Linked DNA regions of Triticum aestivum: region 2 is linked to region 1. The links are chromatin contacts, called in public HiCAR-type maps. All regions are on one chromosome and are shown on one strand. The core of a region is the stretch at or near the end of the contact, and the rest is flanking DNA. Distances in the headings are between cores, read along the strand shown.

The links. HiCAR-type assays count read pairs that join an accessible place to other places.
Region 2: a contact with region 1 is called in a HiCAR-type map of leaf, with 5 times the contacts expected there. The contact joins the promoter of LOC123096245 here to the promoter of LOC123096242 in region 1. A contact is called at or near these places in 1 of 5 Hi-C or Micro-C datasets (leaf) and 1 of 1 datasets of contacts at active chromatin or transcription factors (leaf).

What each region holds. Positions count from the first base shown.
Region 1 is chr4D:65,182,319-65,185,518 of IWGSC CS RefSeq v2.1, forward strand. LOC123096242 (CBL-interacting serine/threonine-protein kinase 7) reads right to left here and starts at 1,759. Exons shown (of 14, transcript XM_044517915.1): 1 at 1,492-1,759; 2 at 1,228-1,399; 3 at 780-1,035; 4 at 400-625; 5 at 189-312. The coding sequence starts at 1,386.
Region 2 is chr4D:65,537,973-65,541,172 of IWGSC CS RefSeq v2.1, forward strand. It overlaps LOC123096245 (putative receptor-like protein kinase At4g00960), which reads right to left and starts at 1,471. Exons shown (of 7, transcript XM_044517921.1): 1 at 1,205-1,471; 2 at 867-1,050; 3 at 493-754; 4 at 1-212. The coding sequence starts at 1,010.

The DNA of each region.
Region 1 (3,200 bases), core at 509-3,008:
ATGCCATCCCAAACTTACTCCTTGTCGCGTTGAGAAATATGCAACTTTTATATATTTTCCCTCATTTATAATATTACTTTTCAGAAAAAATAATGCCACAAAAGGCATGATAATGAGCGGGTGGTAAAATATAACACAGTGTACCTATATAATTGATCTAGCAACTAGTCAGATGGGTGGGTTCTTACATTTTCAATATTGGGTGGCATCCTTGTTCCTGTTATAAGTTCTAGAAGTATTACGCCCAGACTGTATATGTCTGACTTGAACTTGATGGTTCCATGGTGGGAGTACTCTGGTGCCATGTAACCCCTGCATAACAACATGGCATGCAATTTTGCGCATTAAGAAAACCAATAAAAGTGCAACGATGCAAATAGCTCTTGAGAGTTAGCTTACAGTGTTCCAAAATTGTTCATGGTGATAATACGACTTTGTTGTATGCCAATAAGTCTTGACAATCCAAAGTCTGTAATTTTTGGTACCATATTAGGATCCATCAATATATTCTGAGGCTTGAGATCCATATGGATAATTTTCTGTTCCTCGTGAAGATGGCGCAAGCCATGACAAATTCCCTTAATTATTATGTAGCGTTGATGCCATTCAAGCCCGCAAAATTCATCTGCATGTGTAAGTGAGAATGAGGACAACTAAGATGCAAATGTTAAGACCATTCGAGAATTAGCGACAAAGAATAATTGGAACGGTAGGAAATTGTACTGAAGTCTTTTATTTTAGCTAGAGCAAGGAAATTACACGGTGCATCATTGTCATACCTTCAAGGTGCATGTCCAGGCTACCTCCAGATACATACTCAAAGCATAGCAGCCTTGCTCGTACTTTCGCCATTATGAGCTCCCCTTTGTATTCTGTAATTTTTCCTTGTGTGTCTGCACAATAGCCAAGTAACCGAACTATATTTCTGTGCTTGGCCCTTATGAGACAAGCAACCTCGTCCTGAAACAACTTGTCTTCAACTAAAGCGTCGGAAAGTTTCTTCACAGCAACAAATATTCCACTGGGAAGCACTCCCTGATTAGCATATGTTTTGTTAGTAGTATATTTTAAGGAGTAGCATATATGTGAATATGGACACTCCAATTTTGTAGGACAATCCTACGTTTTTCTTCCTTCGTGTAACTCGATAAAACCCCAACTGGTGGATATGATTGACACCAGAGTGAAATGTATGATAATCATGATTATTTTAGCATAAATGCGTACCTTGTAAACCACTCCAAATCCTCCGCTACCGATTACTTCTTTATCGGAAAAATTATTGGTGATTGATTTGAAGAGTGACAAGGGTAGATCAGTCGGGTCAGCGCTTGGATCGCGTAACCTGCTCTCCAGGAGATAGTATGCGCTATCCTCGTCGCCCATGTCTCAAAACCACCTTCAAACAGGAGCAGAATAAGAAGCTTGGCTCAAATAATTAAAGCTCATTTCAAGCCATGCACACCCGGGAAGGAGAAGAGAAGAAAGTACCTAGTGTTGTTCTAACCCAGAGGAAAGAAAGGCAGAGGATGCGGAGCGTTATCCGGAAACGATGGCTCTGCCTTTATCAGCACAGCAGCCTCAAAGAGAAGACGGTTATGGGATCGACGATGTATGAGAGTGGAGGATGGATCCAAGCTGCGATGATGTACTCTATATGGCTCTATTTGCATGGCAAGCAAGACGAGGAACGGGAATGGACGCTTTGCTTTACACGCAAGTGTGGTGAAGGAATCAGTCAAAGCACTGGATTAAAGAGGAAGCTTCCTCCTCCCATCGTATAATACTACAGTCCTCACTCATGTCCCTATCTTTGAGCGCCAAGTCCTCGCTGCGACCTCCTCCGGATGCGGAAGCGTGTTGGACGCCGATAGGGACGGCTCTGCTCGCAGAGATCGTCTGAGACGTAACTCCGTATTCAATACTATGTCGATGGTCCGCTGTCTGTTTCGATCGACGGCGGCCGCGTGCGCGGTGCGGTGGCCAAGAGGATGCACACGTGATTCCCTACTCGAAACGTGTTGACCAAGCACAATGTGTCATGCTAATAGTACACCCTCTATTTCGAAGATTTGTCTATTATGTATCTAGACAAATCTAAGCAAACTTATTTAGGATGGAGGCAATATATTTTTGTCGGCAATTACGACAGTGGCGAAGATACATGTCTTCTGTGACGTCAAACAACATCACAAAAATATGTTTAGGGCATCGCTAGTCGTTCCCCTAAAACCGGTTAGAAAAGTAAAAAAATCTGCTTTATTCCTTTAAACCAGACCTAGCCGATCCCCTTAAAATCGTTAAGTGACTAAATAATTTACTCCGAGCGGCCGTCGAGCACTAAAAATACGCCACCTCTCAACCATCGAGTAAATCTTTTCCCCTTCCACGCGTCGAGCAAACCCACTGCCCCCACCACCCAATCCACCCACGCGCCACACCATGCCCGCTCCACCGCCTGCACGTCGGTGACAATGGTTGGATCCTCTGCCACCTTCCCCAAGCCCGCCCCACCCATCCGCAATGCTTGGCTAGTGGATCCACGCCATGGCGGCGCCTCCTCCTCATGCGCATCTGCCTTCCCCGACCTCCCGCCGTGGCCACCGCCGGAGCCGAGGTACCACAGTGTGCGGCAGCGCAAGTGGGGGACTTGGATCGCCGAGATCTACGAGCGCGACACCGGCAAGACCCACTAGTTGGGCTTCTTCCACTCGGCGGATGCATACGACATCATGTCAGTGCACTTGTACGACGTTGTCGGTCGCCGTAACTACCCAGATGGCTACGTGCTGCCATTGGAGCCGGTGGACCACTGCGTCGCCACCCCGCACAACAGGCGGAAGGACCGAGAGGCCCGCGAGCGACTCGCGGCGGAGCAAGCCGTCAAGCTGTACATGGAGGAGTTCCACCGCCGCTACCCGGAGCGCATGGAGGCGGACCGTCGCCTGTATGCGGAGTGCGCGGTGGGGAGGACCGACGTCATAGACCTATCCAGCAATGAAGATGGCGACGGTGCTGGCTCCAGCGATGGCCCCGACCCAACGATTGGTGGTTTGAGAAGAAAGAAGTGAAAGGCGCTCATGGAAGAATCGGACTAGGTTTAAATTTCTAGCTAAAATTTTGAATTTCGTTTTAAGTTCGATGTAAATATTCAGAATTTGCACCGAATGTCGTTTAATTATGTTTTATGTACTAGTTTG
Region 2 (3,200 bases), core at 221-2,720, 360 kb after region 1:
AACATTCTGTGTGTTCATCCGTGTTTGTTCTTGACCAAAGAGTCTGGAGAGACCGAAATCGGCGATTTTCGGCACCATGTTATCATCCAACAGTATGTTTTCCGGCTTGAGATCCATATGGACAATAGGAATGCTGTGTACAAAGTGCAAACCATTGCAAATCCCCTTAATTATGTTGAAGCGTATGTTCCAGTCCATTTTTGTATGTACTTCTGAGGAAGTGAAACACTGAATTATTGAATTACTCAAATATAAAGAATTACAATAACGTAAACATTTATTTATTAGAATGCCGACAGCAAAAATATGTTCACAAAAGACAACCTTTCAGTACAATAGCAAGTTCTTTGGATAATACCAACTGTTGCAGTTTTTCCCCATTATTGAGCATTGAAAAGTTAAAGGAATATATTGATGCCAAACTCCAATTCATAATGTAAACATATTGGAACATTAACATGAAAGCAATTTGAGTCGGGTAGTATTATATACCAAAAAGATGTTTCTGAAGGCTTCCCAGTGGTAAGTACTCATGGCAAAGTAAACTTTCAACAATGTCAGCCACAATATATCTTCCGTTGTTCAGCACCACTTTCTTTTGACCTTCGTGACAGTAGCCGACCAACTTCAGTACATTTTCATGGTGGAGAGCCATAATGTTCTGAACCTCGTTAGCAAACGCTTTGTCGCGTGCGATTGGCGAATTTTCCGCGAGTTTCTTCACGGTAATTATTTGGCCATCCGGCATATGTCCCTGTTCAACCTCAAAGATACTTTTTCAGCAAACATTGGCATCTTTTTTCAGAAGTGTTTTCAGAAACTCATGCGAAGGTGAAAAATATAAAGGCAGAGGAATGACCATATACCATATAAACAGTTCCAAATGCGCCCGTACCGATTTTACGCGCCTCTGAGAACTGGTCGGTGATGGTTTTCAGAAAGTCTAAGGGCAGATTCTTCGGTAATGTGCTCAGAACGCTCGGCTGGCCTAAGCCAGCGCTAGTCGCCATTTCTGATGGTTGAACAAGCTTTCAGGCGAGCTGCTTCAATCTATGCATCGTCAGAAATTCATATGCACCTTATAGAAGGACAGATCTAAGTATGCAAGACTAGGCATACATGGATCTATTGGAAACTAAGCAGCATACATGGTTATTGCAAGAACATCTGAAAATATGCAGCTTCGCGATTAAAAAGGACTGACCTGAAGAAGATCCAACACTTGGGGGTGATTCTCTCGAGCAGCTGCGAAGAGGACAACAAAACGTGGATGAGGCTTGTGAGAAGAATCGCTTCCTTGCTGGTTGCTTGCTTCGGGTGGATTTATATGAACCAATCCAGTGAGATCTGGATCGAGCGCGTGGGCAAGAATGTGTTGACTTGACTCCAAGCGGTCTAGCCTATGATGCTCACTCGCTGATGTCTTTCCGTGAAGAAGAAAAAATGATGCGCCCACTAATAAGAATATAAAATCATGTCAGCATCGCTGCTTTAAATATCCTCACACTGTAGCTCTTTCCACACTGTGGCTTTCATCGACGGCGAGTCCGCGTGGCTCGCGAGGTGCGGGCCACAAGTTAGCGTGTCTCTGTCAGTACGCGGTGTCAGGGGCAAGGCTTTCTTTTGAAGCAAAAACTTTGCCTCTTCTATTAATTATTAAAGGAAAAATTGTCTGAAAATCCCTTTTGGAGGCCGAGCTTCATGGGCCAGTTTTAAAAAATTCAAAATTCATATTTTTACATTTTAAAAAAAATCTGAAAATAAATAGACATACATGGAGGCATAATGCACAAATGTGTAAATTTTCAAGACGAAATACGCTGAAATGAGGGTTGTGCAAAAGAACAAACCTGAGGCTTTTTAACACACGATATTGTTCATCCACTCAGGCGATGACTTCTTTTTTATAGATCGCATTTCAAGGATGTTCCATCCTGAAATTCGGCCTCCATAGGGCCGAGAGGCAAGAACAATAACAACAAAACCGTTAGTCCTAAACAAGTTAGGATAGACTAGAGCTGAAACCCATGAGAATCTCGCAACCAACTCATGGTTCTGACGCATGGATAACAAGCTTTCACTCATCCTTGTTCATGGCTAATTCTCTGGTGATACTCTAATCCTTCAGATCTCCCTTTACGGACTCCTCCCATGTCCACTTCGGTCTACCCTGGCCTCTCTTGACATTATCGGCACGCTTTAGCCGTCCGCTATGCACTAGAGCTTCTGAAGGCATGCGCTGAATATGCCCAAACCATCTCAAACGATGTTGGACAAGTTTCTCTTCAATCGGTGCTACCAAACTATATCTCATATATCATCATTCCGGACACCTCACTCAAATTTGCCAGTTAATTACAGAAGCGTCCGAAGGCACAACAAACCCAACAAAAACACACCAACCCCAAAAAACAGAAACAAACGAAAAACCAATCACCGTAACTAGCTGGCCTCCCATTACTGTCGAAGAGAAGAAGTCAATATTGCTATGGGAGGTGTAGACCGGAACTCTCCTACAGAGATGGCAAAGCAAGCATCATCCCGAACCATGTTCCAGGTTCCTTGCTTGCCATGCCAATGAACAACTTTGATTGTAACCTTGTCGCCTGCATGACACAAGGCCAAAGCCCTCAAAGTTGCAGAAACTCTCAGGGCCACCTCCCGACATGCACCACTCTATCGTGTCCTGCGTGATCAACCAACACCACCTTCCGGGCCGCTACACCCGACATACCGCTGCTCGCCTTCGAGTTGCAACGCCGCACGACCATGGCCATCACACCAACTCATCTGGGGTTGCCCCCCCCCCCCTCCACGACATAAAGTTGACCACCCACTCTGAGGTGCGTCAACCGAGCCGACAACCCCTACTACATCGGCGGCACATGATTATCACGCCTCCCTGCCTCATAAAACGGGTTACGGGTGCCCGCAATGGTTCCCGAGGCCACCGGCTCGACGCACCAACAACAACCCGGGGCCGCCGCCCCGACATCCCCGGCTCACGACGACAGGAGGGGATTGTGCAAGTAGGTGTGTGCAAACTCTCCAAGATGACGTCTGCAAGGAGTAAATGAGGTAGGCGCCGTCGTCGCCCACTCCGACTGCCGAAGCTAGGGATTTCTCCCGAAGAGCCCACCCCAAGAGGGATGGGGAAGAGCTTCACAGCAACACCTCCAAGAAGAAAAATGACATCAGTA